Regions from separate parts of the Mus musculus genome. Here regions 2 and 3 are each linked to region 1. The links are chromatin contacts, called in public Hi-C maps. All regions are on one chromosome and are shown on one strand. The core of a region is the stretch at or near the end of the contact, and the rest is flanking DNA. Distances in the headings are between cores, read along the strand shown.

Region 1 (2,759 bases), core at 66-2,565:
TGGCTTTTTGTTGCTAGTGTTAATTTGTTTTCTCCTGGTATTTCCTTGTTGAATGCTGCTGTTCTTCACAGTTATTGTCCCTTGTAGATTGGTTTGACTCTAGGTCAATGAGTCCTACTTTCTTTTTAAATTTTTATTTATTTTTTAATGTATGCATATGTGTGTCTAAACCGACATATGTGTGGGTGCCTTGTAGAGACCATAGCAGGGTATCAGATCTTCTGGATTTGGAGTTTCAGGCACTTGAGGATTCCTGAGTTGGGAATTGAACTCAGGTCCTATGAAAGAGCTGCAAGCTCCCTTAGCTGCTGCGCATCTTTCTAGCCCATCTCTCACTCTCTGATCTCACAATGCTGGCAGGTCCTGTGGTCTTACTTCCCCGATTTTTACATCTTGTTTGGCTCTTCATGATTTACTACACCGAGTCTCATTATTTATAATGAGTTCTCCCCAAATCCATAAGTCATATAATACACTTAGCAAAGTACTTGCTAAGACCTTTAGAATATGTTGCTTTTAGAAATGTTGTCTATTTTCATAGAAAGCACCAGAAAAAGCATTATTTATTTTGCTTCTTTTCCCTCAGAGTTTAATGTTTAGCTATTTTGTGAGTATTCTAGTTATGGGATGGATTGATCTCTATACTATTTAGCCTGTGTGAGTAGAAGAGAAGAAAACCGTAAGATGTGTGTATTTATTGACTTTTAAATAAGAATTTTAAATAAGAGCAGTAGCTGGAGGTGACTGCTTTGAATGAAACCTTTGTCCTGCCATGAAGTATGACTGAAGAGGCTCCCGTGAGCAATTAAGAATCCCTACATAGTACACACACACACACACACACACACACACACACACACACACACGCCCCTACTTACACCAATATCAGCCTTTCCACTACAGAACAGACCTGGCAGAGATTTGCTATTCTATTCATGACAGGTCTATTTTCCCTGCTAGATGCACTATTCCTAACTAGAATAGGATTTCTGAGAATTCCAATGTGAAAAGCCTTTCCCAAGTGCTCCAAAACGCCGTCAGAGTTCCCTCGTACTGTTCTACTCAGTGTCTGGACTGTGGGGGCCTCCTCCAGCCTCGTGCTCCCTGCAACCCTGGAGGTTTAATCAACTTCAAAGCTACTTTAGCTCCAGGCTCAGTTTCCTGTAGCCAAGAGTCTCTTGCCCATCAGCAAGGACCAGCTTCTGGCAGTGACTCAGCTGGCACGGTGCCTCCCACCATCATGTTAAATGTTTCATAATGCTTTGGCTTTGGGGCTTCCCCACACAGTTAGCAGATGGCTTTGCTTTTGGTTACTCTGAAGGGAAACTCCTTCAAGTCTAGAATAAGCAGAGGCCAGAGGCAAGGCTCCCAGTATGGACTTCCAGATATATAGCTACTTGGGTTAAAATCTCACCCTTCCCCTTGGGGGCCAGAGGGGGCGCTAGATCCATTTGTTTGCTTCTCTGAGCCACAGCTCCCAGAAATGTCAAATAGTTAAATGAGAAAAGGAGATGAGGACCTGTGACCACAGGTGCCAAGTGTACACTTCTCAGAGAGGCTGTGACAAACTGCCACAGCAGCAAGGAGGCTGAGACAGACTCGGACAAACTCACACCTGGAACCTCCGGATACCCACGATTGAGGTGATGGCAAGGTGGGTTCATTCCCAAGTCCAGAAACTTGCCTCAGGCTTCCTCCAGCTTCTGGTGGCTTTTAAGTGATCGTTGGGGTCTCTTGTCTTATAGAAACAACACCATGTCTCTACGCATGCCATTTTGTTTTGGAGGTAGAGTTTTTTTGTTATTTTTGTTTGGTTGGTTTTGTTTTTTGAGACAGGGTTTCTCTGTGTAGCCCTGGCTCTCCTGGAACTTACTCTGTAGACAAGGCTGGCTTTGAACTCAGAAATTCGCCTGCCTTTGCCTCCCAAGTGCTGGGATTAAAGGCATGAGCTGCCATAGAGTCTTATGTATCCCAGGCTGGCCTCCAACTCATTAAATAGGCAAGAATGATTTTTAATAAGCCCAAACTTTCTGATCACCCTTCCTCTGTCTTCTGAGTGTTGGATTATGGGTGTGTGCCACCACGCCCAGATTATACATTGCTAGGGATCAAACTGAGGGCTCTGGGCTAGACAACAGCTCTACCAACCGAGCTACGTGTCCAGCCCCTTCTGCCTGCACCTCTGCTTGACACTTTCCATGTGTGTGTTTCTGCCTCTAGTTTCCCATTTACACACTAGTCAGATTTGATTAGAAACCACCCTGACCCAAGACCTCATTTTAACGTGATTATATCTTTAAAGGTCCTCTCCCCACATGGGGTCACAATTTGACATGCTGGGGTTAGTATTTGAACACAGGGATTTTGAGGGAACATGGTTCAACCCACAACAACATTCAATAAACATGATCAAGGGTGATGTTTTTTTCTTTTCCAGTAACACGCCAAACCCTGGGGAATCAAGTCCAGATGAAAGAGAGCAATCTGTGCTGGGGGAGAAATCAAAGAACTGTAAGACAAGAAGGAGTTTGCATCTGTTGAGCCAAGCCATAGGGAAACTTGAAAACAGTGGGGTATCTGAGGCTCTAAATCTTGCAGGAGAACGGCCTGTGAAGCTAGGATCAGAGGCCTCTGGGTGCGTGCGTACATGTGCACCACAGGGCTGACACGTGGGGAGGTTCTTTACTCTGGTCACTGCCATCAGAAGCTCCATCTGTGGAAGATATTCTGTTTTCATGGGCCATAGAGTTGGGGCTGAG
Region 2 (2,759 bases), core at 66-2,565, 390 kb before region 1:
AGCCAGCTGAGTCACACAGTAACTACAGAACACTGGGCAGGGAGTTTCCCTTGTCTCCTTGGCTGAACAGCGGGTGCGGCGCTGCATAATTTGCAGGGCAGCTAAAAGAATCCAACAATAAAACATGTAGGCAAGCTTATCACAACAGCCAACATAAAACCAGCAGTCGTCCTTCAGATAGGAAAGGAGCTAGAAATTTGGGGCGGAAGTTGACGTGTTGTGATTCTAACTGAAAGTAAAGTAACAAGAAAGGGTCCATCTTGGCCTGACCCTTCTGATCCAAGGGTTGAGGGTGTCTCCGTCTCTGTCTCCGTCTCAGGAGTGATCAATGTCGCTTTAATGGAGACCAATGCATCACCTAAGCCCCAATCATTCCGAGCTGGTATCACGCACCATGTGACTGGGTTGAGTCTGGTCTCTATAGTTTAACTTTCCATTTCTAGTTATTTACTTATCCTTGGGAGGGTGTTATTTCGTTATTGTTCATTTGGGGTTTTTCTTTTCCTTTTTTTTTGGTTGTGGTTGTTTGAGGGATTTTTGTTTTGTTTTGCTTTTTTGGAGGTTTTTTTCCCCCCTTTTTGGGTAGAGGGGCAGTCAGCGATCATTAGATGGATCAGACTAGCCCGGAGCTCACTGCAGAACCCAGACTGTATTTGAACTTGTAAATTCTCCTGCCTCAGCAACCAAACCCCATCCCACCCAACAAAAAACTTGGATTATAACATTTGTACTGCCCATCTGGGCTCTGTATTGCAAATTTGAGGAAAAAGTTCAAATGAGAAAATTCACAAATCACCCCACTGGGCAGTGCTGAAGGAAAAAGTTTGTCCCTCCCCCACAGAGCTACCCAGGCAGGAAAGGCCTCCAGTCCCGGGGACTCAACACAGCTGGGTTCATAATTATCCTTTGTTTCATGACTCCTTTCCCTCTCATTATACAGTAAGCTAATTGAGAGGAGGGATCGCATCTTACAGTTCTTGTCCTATCCCCTATGGCAGCCCACACAGCGCTGAGGACAGAGATCTTTAATACAAACCTTGATGAATAATTCAGCCCCTGCTTTTCTTTCCCTAAGTAATGGAACTTTGCGAGAACAAATTATGGTTTCAGGAAAAATGATTCCCTCAGAGGAGAATTTGGGACTCCACACTCAGGCGCCAACTAGGGCACCCCCATCTTATACACTCCTGGCATGGCACAATCCCAAAAAGGGGTATCAATGCTTGCATGAAATGAAAGCCAGATTCTTCCTTCTGTTCAGTGAGCAGCATCACTTTGGAATTTCCTTGTTGCTTGGCAACAGCTGCTGCAGAGACCAGGGCTCTCTCACTGGGTACCAGGGAGGGAATCACCCTGCAAATGGTGAGATTCAAGGAGCTGTAAGGTAAGAAAGTATTCCACACACCACCCTGGGAGGTTCCCCCCCCCCCGCATGTTTTAAAGAGATACTGTGGATGAGACTTGTTTTGATAGGAAATTATGATCAAATTTCAGACAACTAGCGATGCATCTGGAACACTGACCCACATATAAGACAGTGGCTTCCTCCAAAGTGAGAAGCTGAGCAGAGCTCAGCACCTGCTGAGACACTAAAGCAGACACACTTGGGGTCAATGACCCAGCTGGGGACACCACCCTTAGCCTGCATTGAATGAGGCACAAACATTAGTTCATGTACCCCAATGTAGGTACACGCTGAGAATCTCATTCCTAGTACTGGGACATTCTTTGCACAGCCCAGTCACTAGCTGGAGCCCACATAGCTGACTCATGTCCCTGAGAATCAAACTCCTGCACAATCCTCCCTCCCCCCCCCCCCCACTTACACAAATCCAGTCCTTCTGGGAAGTGGGGGATGGGGGGGGGGGGTCATTTGCTGGTAGCGATTACCACAGGCAGCAAGTAAGAACCCTTCAGAAATGATTCAAACCCACGGTGACTTGGCAACCAGGAAGTGTCCAAATGGTCTCCAAGTATCGGTGTTCACATAGGCTCAAACAACTCAGATGTGTCTGGATGACTCACAGCCTCTCACTAATATTTTACTAGGGAGGCCAAGGGTGGGAAAGCCTCACTGGGCAAAGCTGAGAATGAAGAGAGATGTAAAATGTAAAGAGAGATGGAAGCAGCAGGTGGCGAAAGTTTGAAAGACACCTGACTGGCACGCCTCAGCCCTCAGGACAGCAACATTTCTCCCTTCCAGAGTCCCATCTTCCAAAGGACGGGCTTCTTCCATGCTAGGGTAATCCAGTGCAAGCCCAAACGATGCCTGCTCCTCGGCAAATCTCAAACTCCAGCCATGACTGACAGGCAACACCGAGATGTGATTCCTGATAATGACGGACATTAATAATCACAACTCCTATCAGGCAGTTAAGAGGGAAAAAAATTGGATTTTCAAGCTCCATTTCAAGAGAGCATAAAGTCTCTGCACAGCTATGATACGGCCACATTAGGAGGACGCGGCTTTTAAATGAAGGATTTGTGCAGAGAGCCTCTGCCTCCTCCAGACAGAGTCACGGCAACGGTACTGGTGTGCCCTGAATAAGAAGTATCGCCACCGGGCTGCCATGACTCCGAGGAGGCTGCAAGCAGTGGGAAATGAACTCAGTCAGCCCAGGGCCGAGGCATCAGCTGATGAGTGACCTGCCACATTAGGCTGAGCTTGGTGGACTAGAACCAGCAAGGAGGTCTTATCTCACACTGTAAGCAGGGAGCCCAAACATATCAGGCCAATCAACTTCTCCAAAGAGAGATAA
Region 3 (2,759 bases), core at 102-2,601, 290 kb before region 1:
CTCCCACACCCTGAAGCCATCCTAAGTAGGACCCTCATCCCAAATTAAATAGATGGGACTCTAACAGCCCTTCCCAGCTCTGCCATGGGCCTCTGAAAGGTCGGCCAAGCACAGGTGGAGCTCAGCTCCAGTGTTCACAACGCAGGGAAAAATCCTCCAAACCTGGGTGTGGGCCTAGAGTGGAGGTAGGGGCCCTAGGCTTCTCCAGCCCTGCCCCCATGGCCACCATCTCCTACTTGTTACAGAAATAAGTAACTGGAGTTCAAAGGAAGGACACGGCCTTGTAGACTGGAGTCTCCGGGAAGCTTTCAAAGACAGCGGGCTGGGACATGAACTAGGCCTGCAAGACGGTGCTGAAGGCATGCCTAGAACAGACAGCTGCTGAGAAAGTGCCCCAAGGCAGCCCTTAGGGTGGAAGGCAGCAAGCTCCCCTAAATGCTTGCTTGCAAATCCCCAAGAAATGCCTGCTTGCAAGTCAGAGTCTCTGCTCAGGTGAGGCTGGGCGTCAGAGGATCCTTAGGGAAAAGAGAGCAGGAGCCTGGAAACGGAATGGTCAAATCTGGAATGCCAGCGAGCCCTGAGGCCTAGACAGACCTGACTTTTGATGTGGGCTAGCTGGGGGGCGAGACAAGGTCTGCAGGGCTCTGGGACTGTCTGGCCATTGAGGAAAGCGGGACTCCTTGGATCAAAAGTAAGCTTGCAACCCTACTCCTTCTACCCCCTAGGGAAGCGACAAAGGCAAAACCAGGTCCCCGCCCTCGAGGTCCGTTTCCAGAGCCCCGGGGACACAGGAGCGCCTGAGTGTCCCCTACCATCCAGGGCGGGAAAGGCGGCACCGACCCAACCCGGGAGGCGCAGCCACTCCTCACGCGAGAAAAGGAGGCTTCACAGATCCGAGCGCTGCACAATGAAAAGTGTCCACCCGGAGTCCCGGATGCCAAACAGAAGTTTCCCGAAGAAGCCAAAACGCACACAAACAATGACCCCGGGAGCCCCGCGCACGCAGGAGCACACGGGACTACGACAGAGCGAATGCGCGGGAATGAGGAGCACGGTGGACCCCGGAGGGTCCCCGGGTTCCCCACGCGGGCTCCAGCCCCGGGCGGGCCGGGCTCCGCACCGCGCGGCAACAGGCTGGGCGCCGCGGCGGGGAAGTTGCGCGCGGGGCGGGCGCGGGGCGGCGCGCTGCTCACCCACGCCGTACTTCTCCTCTCGCTTGGTGGGGACCCAGCGCGTCATGGTGGCGCTGGCCGCAGCCCACTGGAGCCGCCGCTGCTGCCGCCGCTGCTCGGGCAGGAAACTCTGCGCCTAGGCCGCCATCTTCCATTCCTTCCCCGCCGCGACAGGATGGGGAGGAAAAAGTTTGCGGCGGAGGCGGTGTCATGTGGGACGGGGCGGGCGGAGCGTCGCGGGCCGGATGGGAAAGGCCGGGAGCGCCGGCGAGAGGCGGGACGGCGGCCGGCTGTAGCCCGCCCAGGCGCGCGTGCCCTGGGGCTCGGCCCGCCGGGTCCCTCGAGGGACCCAGGCTGCTTCCCGGAGCCCATGGACGCCCTGCATGCTGCAGGAACCGTGCAACTCACATCCTCTACTTTCCACTAAACACCGTGCACCTCGCACCTACTAATCTGCACTGTATGGTCCTCACCCTGCACTGTCTACTCTGCACCGCATCCAGCACTCTTTACCCACACTCTACTTTGAACACCGAGCACCCAGCATCCCAAACACTCTGCACTCTGTACCATACAGGGTACACACATACACACACACACACACACACAACACACACACACCACGCACACCATCCTGAACACTGTACCCTGCACCTCACAAAGTGCTATCTTTTCACACACAAGCGTGCACGCGCGAACACACACACCACAAATCCTTATAGCCCTCTAGGCCTGGATCTAACACAAATAGTCAGACACCACACATGTACTCACTGGTGTGAAGTGCGGAAACCCCAGTTCTGACCTGGTGGAGAGCGTTGGAGCAGAGCTAGGAGTTCATCGTAGTTCATTCATTCATTCAAAGTGGGCACCCATTTTGCCAGGGTCTGAGCGCATTGAGCGTGCCTAGTAGCTGATGGGAGTGGTGATGTACAGTCAGCACTGGTAAGAGAAGCCTAGGAAAAGACTTTGCAGCCCCTGGGTGTTTCTAACAGCCCAGATCTCTTTGGGTGTTGAGGGTCTGGAGCAGCACAATGAGGCTCCTAGTTTGCAGCAACTTTGAGGCGTTCAGTAGGAACTGGGCCTGCTGAAGTGGGGAAAGAGAGGAAGTGGGAAGAGAAAGGAAGCCAGTTCCAGCTTAGAACAAGCAGCTCCTAGCAACTCTAATCTGAAGGAGGCTGGTCTCAGACTCACCCAGTGCCAGCCACCCACAAGTGCAATACTTCCGATTTCTTCAAGGCCTGCCCATAGACACACCCTGAGCGTTCATTAGAATCCAAGAAAAGGTTAAAACTAAGGGGAGGGGTGCAAGGGGACCTCGGGTCCACAGCAAGCTATTAGAAGGGGCAAATGAGATTGCATATTCTACTGTGTGCCCTCTCTTGCATCCTAGAAACAATGACAAAGACACCAGCCTGGGAATCTTCAAGGACTAAAGGAATGAAAGTTTAAAAGAATGAAGGCTACATTGTGTAAGATTGCATGTCAGAGCCAGAGAGGGGCCAACTCAACTAGAATTGGAAAGGTCAGGTGCCTACCTGCTGTAGACAGGGCCACCCCAGCCTGGAGCAGTTATATCAACCCGTC

The links. Hi-C and Micro-C count contacts between places; a contact is called where the count stands out from the background.
Region 2: a Hi-C map of cerebral cortex shows a contact between it and region 1, with 3 times the contacts expected there. The contact joins two enhancer-like sites.
Region 3: a Hi-C map of cerebral cortex shows a contact between it and region 1, with 2.1 times the contacts expected there. The contact joins the promoter of Dock1 here to the enhancer-like site in region 1. A contact is called at or near these places in 3 of 39 promoter capture datasets (cranial neural crest, frontonasal cranial neural crest and maxillary cranial neural crest) and 2 of 484 Hi-C or Micro-C datasets (cerebellum and cerebral cortex).

Annotation. Positions count from the first base shown.
Region 1 is chr7:134,380,142-134,382,900 of GRCm38.p6, reverse strand. It overlaps a transcript of D7Ertd443e not described here. Among named protein-coding and RNA genes, the nearest start is that of D7Ertd443e, 17 kb to the right of the region's middle. Within about 2 kb of position 1,315, at least 35 of the 459 cell types and tissues checked have an H3K27ac peak or open chromatin away from gene starts, as enhancers often do. A contact at or near this core is called in cerebral cortex, where this site is marked.
Region 2 is chr7:134,773,142-134,775,900 of GRCm38.p6, reverse strand. All of the region lies in intron 18 of Dock1 (dedicator of cytokinesis 1), which reads right to left. Among named protein-coding and RNA genes, the nearest start is that of Dock1, 100 kb to the right of the region's middle. Within about 2 kb of position 1,315, at least 83 of the 459 cell types and tissues checked have an H3K27ac peak or open chromatin away from gene starts, as enhancers often do. A contact at or near this core is called in cerebral cortex, where this site is marked.
Region 3 is chr7:134,669,279-134,672,037 of GRCm38.p6, reverse strand. Dock1 (dedicator of cytokinesis 1) reads right to left here and starts at 1,351. Exons shown (of 52, transcript NM_001033420.2): 1 at 1,194-1,351. The coding sequence starts at 1,239.